Linked DNA regions of Mus musculus: region 2 is linked to region 1. The links are chromatin contacts, called in public promoter capture Hi-C maps. All regions are on one chromosome and are shown on one strand. Each heading gives the region's core, a stretch centred on a gene start, on an enhancer-like site or on the middle of the called end of the contact. The rest is flanking DNA. Distances are from core to core; before and after follow the strand shown.

Region 1 (5,043 bases), core at 1,083-3,582:
ATCCCAGGAGGAGGGGGGAGACAAGGAAGGCCATGGCCAGAGCCTTCGGGTGTTTTGTGTCAGCCCTGTTCAACACAACTGTTCCCCAGTTGGGCAAGCATCCACATACCCATGCAATCTGCCCGTCTCCAGGCTGCGAGCCTGCTTGACCAGCCCAGACATCCCACTAGTCTCCCAACCGTCTCGGGGGAAGCCAGGAACTGTGGCTCAGCCCTAGAGTCTCAGCGCTCAGGAAGCTGAGGCAGGAAGATGTCTGTGGATTCAAGATCAGCCCAAGCTACACAGTGCGTTCCAGAAGATTCTTTGTACAAAATAAATTCTTATTTATGCTTGTGGTGGCTTACACCTTCAACCCGATCAACTCCGGAGGTAAAATGAGGCTGGCTTTCTCATTTGTAGGCTATCCCAGGCTACATACCAGATTCCGGGCCATCTAGGTCTGTGTAGTGAGATGCTATCACACACACACACACACACACACACACACACACGCAGATGTACACATGCAACAACTATGGTGACGACAACAACCAAAATACATTTCACTTCAAGGCCAATGATGTCATCAGTAAAATAAATACTTCATCGGAGAACCTATGCACTATGTCTGCGAGGCCAGGGAAACCCCGGGAACAGTGAGAAATGCTTGGGTGGGCCATGTCCCTCACGTGCAGTGAGCAGAGACATCTAGAGAAAAAAAATGTGGGATTCATAGGGAGCAGGTTCTGGGCCGAGGGAGATTCAGTTCCCAAGACAATGTCCCAAGTCCCCTTTCTCCTGGTGTCCCCTGGATCTCAGAAGCTTCCTTGTAGCACTCAGATAAGTTTCCCTGAGGTGGTGACTCAGCTAGGAGGTTGGGGATTCAGAACCTAGCTCAAAGAGAGGACCCAAGGTGTTATTTTAGTGGGGACCCTCTAGGTGGGGACTTCCAGGCTTGGGGGTGGGGTGGGGTCCTGCCCCCCTTCCTAGCTACAACTCCCCTCCCAGGAGTCCATGCAAATAAACCAGTTTTGCTTAGGAGGCTTCACCTGGGAGTTTCCAGCCTGCCCCACCTATAGCCCCAGGGTAAGGTCATACAATCCTAACCCTGCAGGACCGTCAAGTCTGCTGATCCTAGACCTTTGCAATGCAGGATCTTTAAACAGAATGCCTGTGGGAGATTAGTTCTACTCTTGCTGGACCACTGTCCCTCTGGAGCCTGTGGGGACAAATGGCCTTGCCAGGACAGGCCTAAGTTCACCTCACTTCTTTTGGCTCTTTCAGCCATTACCAGTGAGTCCAGACCTCAGGAAGTAATCATGCCCTGGCAGTAGGGTGCCCCCAAAAGACTGATGCCCAATCCCTAGTTACTCCCTCCCCCTAGGGAGAGGGGTGGGGAGGGGGGAGAGCACTAGGAAACAAGACAGGGCAGGAAGCCCAGGCAGGCAGCGGGCACTCTGGGCCAGGCACAAACAGCCAACACAGGAAACCACAGCCCACCCCCGCCCACCCCACCCGCCCAAGGCTCTGGGAGAGAGGAGTGCCTAGTACCCTGACTGAGGCCCGGGCCAGGGGTTAGCCCAGGGCAAATGAGGTGCTCAAAGGCCTCTAGGCCTCTCTAGGCCTCAGACCCCACCTGGGGAGGGGGAAGGAAGCCAAGCTGGCAGAGATGGGCTGCCTCTTTAAATCCACCGAAATCCTGAGCTGGGCCCAACCCAGCTCTGGTTTCACAGGAAGGAAAGGAGTGCAGAAGCCAGCGGAGCCAACGGTGGTGGCTGGAATTAGCCCCACCGCCCAGATATATCTGGACTGCACTGCCACCCTACTGGCACTTCCTGCCCCCTGGCACCTGTACTAGAGTGGGGGCAGGGGAGGGTCTAGGTGCTACCTCTTCCTGATGGGTGACCCCAGTGTCAGGAGGTGGCCTGCTGCTGTATGCACGTGGGTAAGGAATGACACCTCAAGCTTCCCTTCAACAGGGGAAAACTGAGCCAGGTAGCTTCCTGGGACCTTCACCTGGTCCGAGTCTCCCAAGGGGTTAATCTGGCCCCTATTTAGGGGGGGCATGGGTGACCGAGGAACCTCCTCCAAACTGCCTGGCTACTGGAAACAATGGGGCCATTGTGGGAGGAGTGGAGTGCGGGCAGGCTACTGGCACAGCCAGCGCACCACGGGTGGGACCTCGCCCAGAGACTGCCTGCCACACTCTGCTCTCTCCCCCAGGTACTGCCAGAGGCAGACACATCCTCCATCCCTTGCCTTGCCGGCCTGGCCCAAGCTCTTGGCACCGGCAGCACCTGAGTAGCCACGAGCTCCTCTGTCTACGTTGACATGCAGACAGCCATGACCCTCCAGGAAGCAGGGGCTTGTGGGCCAGGGCTAGTGGGGGTGGGGTGATGAGACAGGATGTGTGCCTGTGATCTCCTGCAGGGCAGACAGGAAGGCCAAACTGGGTTTCTAGTGTCAGTCCTGGCACCCTCGGGCAAGAAGGACTTACAGGACCTACAGGACAGTGAAAGCAGTGACAAGCAGGGTCCCCTGCTCTAAGGCCTCCTTTCTCACATCCACTCCATAAACTTTCCCGTGACAAGTTCTGTTGCCTACAGTAGCCTTGACCATGCATCCTGGCATGCATGGGGTTACAAAAGAATAATCTGTAGTTGGGCAGGGCGAGTGCCAGTCCCATGGAGCCTCTTCTAAACTGCTGAACCTTGTCCACCTCTTCATCCCTCTGAGCCTCGGTTCCCTCACAGGCAAAATCACAAAGTGAGGTCATTACCAGAAACTACCTAAAAATGTCTACGACACATTAGCCCTCAACCAAATCCCTTGGGCACCCTCTCTTTCCTGACATAGTTCCCAAGAACGCGGCATGTCAGGAAGGTGCATTTGTAATGAGAAGAACCATCTAGAGAGTTGCCTTGTGAGTATTCAGGCAAGCAGGGCTTATGGGCATCATCCCCGTGCAGAGAAGGCATGGCTTTCTCTGCACTCTGTGAAGAAGCTTGTTCACTCTACTAACAGGCATCCATCCTTGAGCACCCCTGAGCTCTCTGAGGGTCTCCGACCCAGAATGTGTGGATGCAGAGAGCAGCCATCTGAAGCTCCCTCAGCCTCAGGTCTTACCCAGGGGGGTAAGTGAAGGATACTTCTCTTTCAGTGATCTGCAGCCCTCCCCCAGTCTGACCCCTTTGGGAAACACATGCAGTGTGGAGCCATGGTACTCTCTAAAGAGAAGGTCTTAGATAGAAAGGGCAGCTGATACACAGAACTAGAGGGGAAGCCTGAGGACGAAGCCCTGCTCTTTTCTCAACCAGAAAGGGCAATACCTCTCAGGGTGGCCCCACAGAGCCCCAAAGGGTTAATAAGGTCCTAAAAATAACCCTGTTCCCAGCAGGACCCACTGATCAGAACCCTCTAGCCATCTGTCCCTGCTTTCTCCTGTTCACGTTGGAACATCTGAAACCGGCCCCAGAGCCCCAGCCCAATCCCAAAAATAGCCCCAGCCTGCCCAAGGAACAGGCAGGCCCAGAGGCTGGGCACAGGAGGCACGGCCAGCTTAACAGCTAAGCACCATGGTGCAGGCACATGAGCTCTCGTGAGCTCTCTCGCCTCCCGAGCCCATAGAAAAGAGGAAGTTCTCTCTGTCCCAGGAGGTGGTGGGCAGCACAGCTTCAGCCTCTAGCCCATCCCCCCTAGGCCAAGACAATGGAAGGTACCTGGTAGCCCAGCCCAGGCCTCAGACCCAGGACCCTGTTACTCCGTAATCCACAGAAGATCCTAATGACCTGCCGACATAGATTCTTCCTTCTTGTAGGCAACCCGGCCCTACCATCTACCTCGTGGTCCCTCACCCAGAAGTTCCCGCACTCCATCCCTACGATCCCAGTCCTAGCTCAGGACCTTTGTGAGTCCCAGTGGCTCACATGGACCCCTGCCCTGAGACACACTGGACTTTCTTCAACGCTCGCTCGCTCGTAGGTAGGGAAGGATTCCAGGGGTACCCCACTGGATCCCAGGGGTGCTGACATGCTGGGTGTGCTTAGCTCATCTCTCAGGCACTGCCCTTCCATAGCCAGAAAATGTTCAAGACGGTACCCTACGACCTGAAGCAGGTGTGACCACTACCATCGCCCTCACAGCCCCACACTGCCTATTTCTTCCCAAGGAAGGCCCCTGACTCCTAGACCAGGAAGGCCATTGGAGCCATTTGAGGACAGTTTCCTCTGGTCTGGTGACAGAACAGAGCAGGGGGCAGTGTTAGAAGGATGGTGGAAGGCTCCAAAACTAAGTCAAGCAAGCAGATGGGGGACGGCGTTGGGGGGGGGGGGGGGCAGAAATGAAGGGCAAGGACAAAGGAATGGGGGGCGGGTCCTTGGAAACTCAAGTCCTTCTCTAGGTCCAGGGCAACTACAAAACTTGCAATCACAGTATCGATCAGCACCAACAGTGGGGAAACTGAGGCAACAAGGTTTGTCTTGTCAGCTGTGGTACCTCATGACTTAATCCCAAAACAAGGAGGCAAGCAAAGCTCTGTGAGTTCAAGGCCAGCCTGGTCTGCCTCAAAATACAACAGCAAGGTGATTCTGGAAGGGCATTAGAGTCTGAAGACCTGGATGGGTTCTTACTCCAAGCCCTAAACTCTCTACCTTAGGCCAATGCCCCAGGATAAACCTCCTGCGAGGAGCTCAGATTAACAATAAAGCCAAGCACCTCTCATGTCTGCCGAACCCCTGCAAGCTCACTGTATGTTTCACCTACTCTAACCTTCAGAACGACTATAAGAAGTTGGGTGTCTTTTTTTTTTTTTGTCCCCTGGTCCCGGGATGGAATCCGGGGTCTTGAGTCTGCTAGGCAAACTACATCACTACCTAAAAGTTTTCTTCCCGAGACAGGCTCTCCCTGTGAAGACGAGGCTGGCCTCGAGTGTGCAGCAGTCTTCCTGCCTCAGCCCAGGGGTCTAAGGAAGCGCGAAGATGCTCAGCTTTTTCAGGGTCTCCTTTTTCAGGGAGTCTTCCAGTTCACTGTGCAGCTAAGAATGTCCTTGGACTCCTTGATCTTCCT
Region 2 (5,043 bases), core at 1,251-3,750, 690 kb before region 1:
TTATTTTTAAAATTGGCTGCCTGCCTCCAGCCAGCCTGACTTTCAGAAAAAGCAGCCCCTCTCTGTCCCCAATCGCCTGCTTGACCCCAGTCCACTCTGCTCCTCCCTAATGTACCTTCCAGTCAAGGTGATTCTGGATAAATACTACTTCATCTGCGGCAGTCCCCTGACCTTCATTCAGAGGGGCCAGTTGTGTGACGGCCACCTTGACTGCGCCTCAGGGGAGGATGAGGAACACTGTGTCAAGGACTTCCCTGAAAAGCCCGGAGTGGCAGGTGAGTCCAGGGACTGAAGGGCAGGGGCAGTGGGGGATGTCTGCTCAGATGTGGTCTCTGCCCCTCTTCTTTGTCATTGTCTAGCCCTGGTAGAAAAGGTCCCCAAGAGCAGGGCCATGACACATCTACCATTAGATCCCAGCACTGGACAGGAAGTCCTTCTCTCTCGGGAAGGGTTTAATGGTCCCCAGGGGACAAGGGAGCATTGCTGATACTATGCTGGTTGTTGCCGCCTTTCTAGAGTGCACGACCTTGAAGGTTCCTCTTTGATAACTCCAGGAGACTAGAAAGGTTGTCACCGTGTCATTTAGCCAGCCAGCCACCCTTCTGTTCATGGACATACTAGAGAACAGGACAGAGGGAGGTGACTGAAGAGCAAGTGTCTCAAGCATAAAAGCTGGGCTCCTCCAGCTTGGATTGACCCACTAACACTTAGCCCAGAAGATAGTTATAAGATCCTTTGAGGGGCAGGGCTGAGTGATGTCCCAGGCATTGGCTCTTAACTAGTAAAGTCAAATGCCTGTGGGTGCCTGCCATCCTCATACCAATACACCAACAGAGGTTTTCACTCCAATTCTTTTCTGACCTTTCATAGAGAAGCTACCAGGTCCCTGGCTGAGATGCTTCCCCAAACCAGGGGAGCTGTGTAGGCCATGGTAAAGCAATTTTGTCAGTGGTCATCGAAGCTGATACTTATCTGAGCAGAAAGAGAGGCTGTCAGTCGTTGTCCCTGGGCAGCTGGTCAAGTTTTCCCGTAGCTGCCATCCAAATTAGGCTCTAGTCAACTGGAAGAACTTCCCTTGAGGTTGAACATGTCCTCAGTTCTGGGTTGGGGAGCAGCGGCAAGGGAGGGGGCTGGTCTCATGACATGTTCCAAGGGTCTTGGATAAAGTGGCCCTACCCTCCAGCTGACCCAGGCGCCTTCCCTCCTAGTCCGGCTCTCCAAGGACAGATCCACCCTGCAGGTGCTGGATGCAGCCACAGGGACCTGGGCCTCAGTCTGTTTCGACAACTTCACAGAAGCACTGGCCAAGACAGCCTGCAGACAGATGGGCTATGACAGGTACTCAATCGGGGCCATAGGAAGCTGTCACCTCACGCCAGCAACCTCTCTGCCTGCCGTCCTTCCTTCCTTCCTTCCTTCCATCCTTCCTTCCTTTGTGCCTGCCTGCCTCTCTTCTTCCTTCCCTCCCTCCCTCCTTTATTTCCTATTTCCTTTCCCTAAAAACACAGACACAGGATTTATAAAGAACCACGTTTGAATCCCAGCACTTTCATTAACAAAGAGCATAGAGATAATTCCCCAGCGTCAGTTTCCTCAGAGTTACTAATGTCAATCTTATAAGAGTTTTCTTTTCTCCCCAACTTCCTCTCCTTTGCCCTTTCGTGAGAAGTCTTCCCCAACCATAACACACACAAAAAACATTTCATATGCAAAGTCATCTAGGTTAAAATTTAGCAGGCAGGAAGGCTGGGGGTGTAGCTCTGGGGGTAGAGCACTTACCTAGCACGTGCAAAGCCCTGAGTTCTGTTCTCTGCACTTGAAAACAAAAATAGCAAGGACTAGCCTGGTTCTGTTGGGGCCATCACCAGAGGCCCAGTTCTCTCATGGAAGTGCGAAGCAGGAGTGGTAGGAAGGTATGTGAAGGGTAATTAGCATTACATATAGTTATATTCATTTGATCTTGGCAGACAGCTCAAAGCATGGTTATTATTAAATCTGTGTTAGAAGCGGGCTCTCAGAGAAGAAGCAGCTTGCTCAGGCAGAAGCTGGGAGGTAGAGGTTAGAATCTGTACCTGCTTTAACCCATTCCTGGACACCATGAGTTCTCATAGTGGTCTGTTTGTACATCGAATTCTCTCTACTCACAAGGCTTCACCAGCGAAGGAAAGGAGAGTGAGAATTGATCCCTCGAGGAGCCTACCTGAAAGGAGCCCAGGTGATCTGCTGCAGGCAGGGGTCACACTCTCCCTAGCAGTCTGCCTCAGACAGACATTGCCTGTCGATCACAGTTCTCCCCATAGATCCCTAAAGCAGCCTCAAGGTTTTGTACAGTAGATGTTCTGGGCAGCCAGAATGAATCCATATGACCTCTGTCCCTCTGACCCTTCTTTGTAAAGGTCCTGCTCTCTTCCCTCCAGAGGAGGAGAACTCCCAGCACTGTCTAGAAAAGGGACACCTGTCACCTCATTTCCAAGGACAGCATGCCCAGTACCTGCTGTCCTCTACTTCCCCTGCAGCCATCCCCTCCCCCACTGCAGTCCAGCCCACTGCAGCGTCAGCTGGACCAGATGCAGCAGGCTGTCTCAGTTATGAAACCCGGAGTTTCCTGAGGTTCTTAAAGTGGTAGACTCCCAGATTTCCTACACTTCTAGAAAGCACTGAAGCACCAGTCAGCACCACTTGGCCTCTTTCTTCAGCTCTAGGATATCAAAGTTCATTACATCACTGCCCAGGTTAGCTTTGCTGGGCGTGTTTACTGACAGCCTCCTCTCTCCTTCTGGGTCAGAACTCTCTGCTCAAATCTCTCTGCTTTCTTTCCTACCTGGATTGGAAGGAAACTTTTCTGACCTAGGAATGCAAAGCCATAGGTGGTCCAGTGTAGGAGTCAGGGACCACCTGGCTCATGCATCATTTTATGGAGAAAATTGGGACTTGGGGAGACACATAGGACAAACATGACTTGCCCATGGTCACACACCAAACTGGTGTCAAATCCGGCATATTGGAACTTAAGTCTTGGGAGCTCTGTAGACAGACTCTGGTCATCCCAGCTCCAGCACCTAGTTCATCAAGAAAGTGTTTGCAGTCCTATCTGAGTGTGGACTAGCCAGCCAGGGACATGAATTGACCCCAGATATCTATGCAAAGCTTGACCTGAGAGGACAGACTGGAGAAGAAGGGGGAAATCCAAAAGACGAAAATTTAGTGAAGAAAGAGCCAGAGAACAGAATAGTTAAGGAAGGCTTCCTGGAGGAGGAAGACTTGAATATGGAGTTTGAAAGAAGACAAACATGGATTAGCAGAAAGGAAGGGAGAGGGCGGTCCAAGTTTCAGGAAGTTCCATCCAGACTCTTATAAGAATTGATCCAGGCTTCTCCTGTCTCCAGGCCCCTTATATGGAAAACCAAATGTCCACACTCCAGTTCCCTCTGTGCTGAGACAGGAGTTCATCTGGGTCCCCTTGCTTCTTTGCTCCTGCTGATGTGACCCTAACGAGATACTGGGACATCTGAGACAGGGACAGAGCTGGGTGTGAGGAAAGCAGGCCCCTAGTCCTCTGCAGAGCTCCACTTCTGGGCCAGGAGTCCCTGCCCAGGAAAGCGAGGCCACGGCAGCCTGCCTTGATGTGGGGACTATTCCTGCTATCCAGCAAAGCCAGCCAGCCGTGCCCCACTAACCTGTGCCCCCTCCTCTGGGAGCAGGGGCTCTTTCTGCCATGTAATTCATCCTCTGCCCCAGCTCACAGTTCACTCTTCCTACCACAGCCAGCCCGCTTTCAGAGCAGTGGAGATCCGTCCAGATCAGAACCTCCCTGTTGCTCAAGTCACAGGAAACAGCCAGGAACTTCAGGTGCAGAATGGAAGCAGGTAAGCAAGAGGGGACATTCTGACCTGCAGAGGCTAACTAACACTGGGAAGTGGCTCAAGGTTGCAGCAGGGGAACACGAGCCAGACAACGGGAAGAACTAGCCAAGCAGCTCATTAAATGTCCAGGGTTTTGGGATTCCACGTTCAGGCTCAGGGGTATTTTCTGTCTGCCTTTTTCTTTAATACAGCATGCATTGTCCTGCTCAAAGGCAGAGCAATGAACAGTGACCTTCTCTCTCCCTGAACTGTCAAGATTCATGCCTTCCACAGCTCCTTCATGTTCCCTAGTGAGTTACCTGGTAGGCAAGAGCCTAAAAGTAGCTTTGTACTTTTCCATCACTTCCCCAGGCCAAAGCACCACCTTCTAACGCTCCACAGAAGGCTCTCCAGCCCTCACCTCACCACCCCACATTAGAGCACAGCTGATTCAAAACAACATTTGCTACAAAGCAGCCAAGGCTCCAGGAGAAGGCTGGCGTCTTAGCATTCAGGACGCTGGACAGAGCCTTAACACAGTAACTCAATAACTCTTTATTTTATTTTATTTTATTTTTATTTTTGTATCAAAAATTGTTTAAATTTTTTATTGGATATTTTCTTTATTTACAATACAAATATTATGTCCTTTCCCGGTTTCCCTCCCTACCAGAAACACCCTATCACATTCTCCCTCCCCCTGCTTCTATAAGGGTGTTCCTCCACCCACCCACCCACTCCCACCTCCCCTCCCTCGATTCCCCTACACTGGGAGCCTTCATAGGACCAAGGACCTCTCCTCCCACTGATGCATGACAAGGCTGTCCTCTGCTACATATGCAGCTGGAGCCAACACAGTAACTCTTGAAAAGGACCAGGTTAGAGGTAGAATCTGCAGGATTCCATCAAAATCCTGGTCTGTTTGGGAGGCCACAGTGCAGCAGGTTCTGCTCCCCACCACCACCACCTGCTGCCCAGGGTTCCAGGAGCCCAGACTGGCTTTGCATTGGGCAGGACTCCGTATATTGTAGGTACACGCACAGCAACAGCAGTGTTGCACTAAATCAAACCACACTGAGTATAATGCAGATCTACACACACCCATGGTAAAGTTTCTGGGGTTCTGCAGTGTTGGGGGATGGGGTTGAATCAGCAGTTCACAAAGGCTGAGTTCTAACCTCCCAGCCAAGGCGAAAGCAGA

The links. Promoter capture Hi-C pulls out the DNA fragments that hold promoters and counts their contacts.
Region 2: a promoter capture Hi-C map of pre-B cells shows a contact between it and region 1, with 2.7 times the contacts expected there. The contact joins two enhancer-like sites. A contact is called at or near these places in 1 of 39 promoter capture datasets (pre-B cells) and 1 of 115 datasets of contacts at active chromatin or transcription factors (pancreatic cancer cells).

The regions. Positions count from the first base shown.
Region 1 is chr9:44,491,655-44,496,697 of GRCm38.p6, reverse strand. It overlaps a transcript of Bcl9l not described here. Among named protein-coding and RNA genes, the nearest start is that of Bcl9l, 5.0 kb to the left of the region's middle. Within about 2 kb of position 2,332, at least 151 of the 459 cell types and tissues checked have an H3K27ac peak or open chromatin away from gene starts, as enhancers often do. A contact at or near this core is called in pre-B cells, where this site is marked.
Region 2 is chr9:45,179,473-45,184,515 of GRCm38.p6, reverse strand. It overlaps Tmprss4 (transmembrane protease, serine 4), which reads left to right. Exons shown (of 13, transcript NM_145403.3): 4 at 123-275; 5 at 1,209-1,338; 6 at 3,765-3,866. Among named protein-coding and RNA genes, the nearest start is that of Gm39327, 13 kb to the right of the region's middle. Within about 2 kb of position 2,500, at least 39 of the 459 cell types and tissues checked have an H3K27ac peak or open chromatin away from gene starts, as enhancers often do. A contact at or near this core is called in pre-B cells, where this site is marked.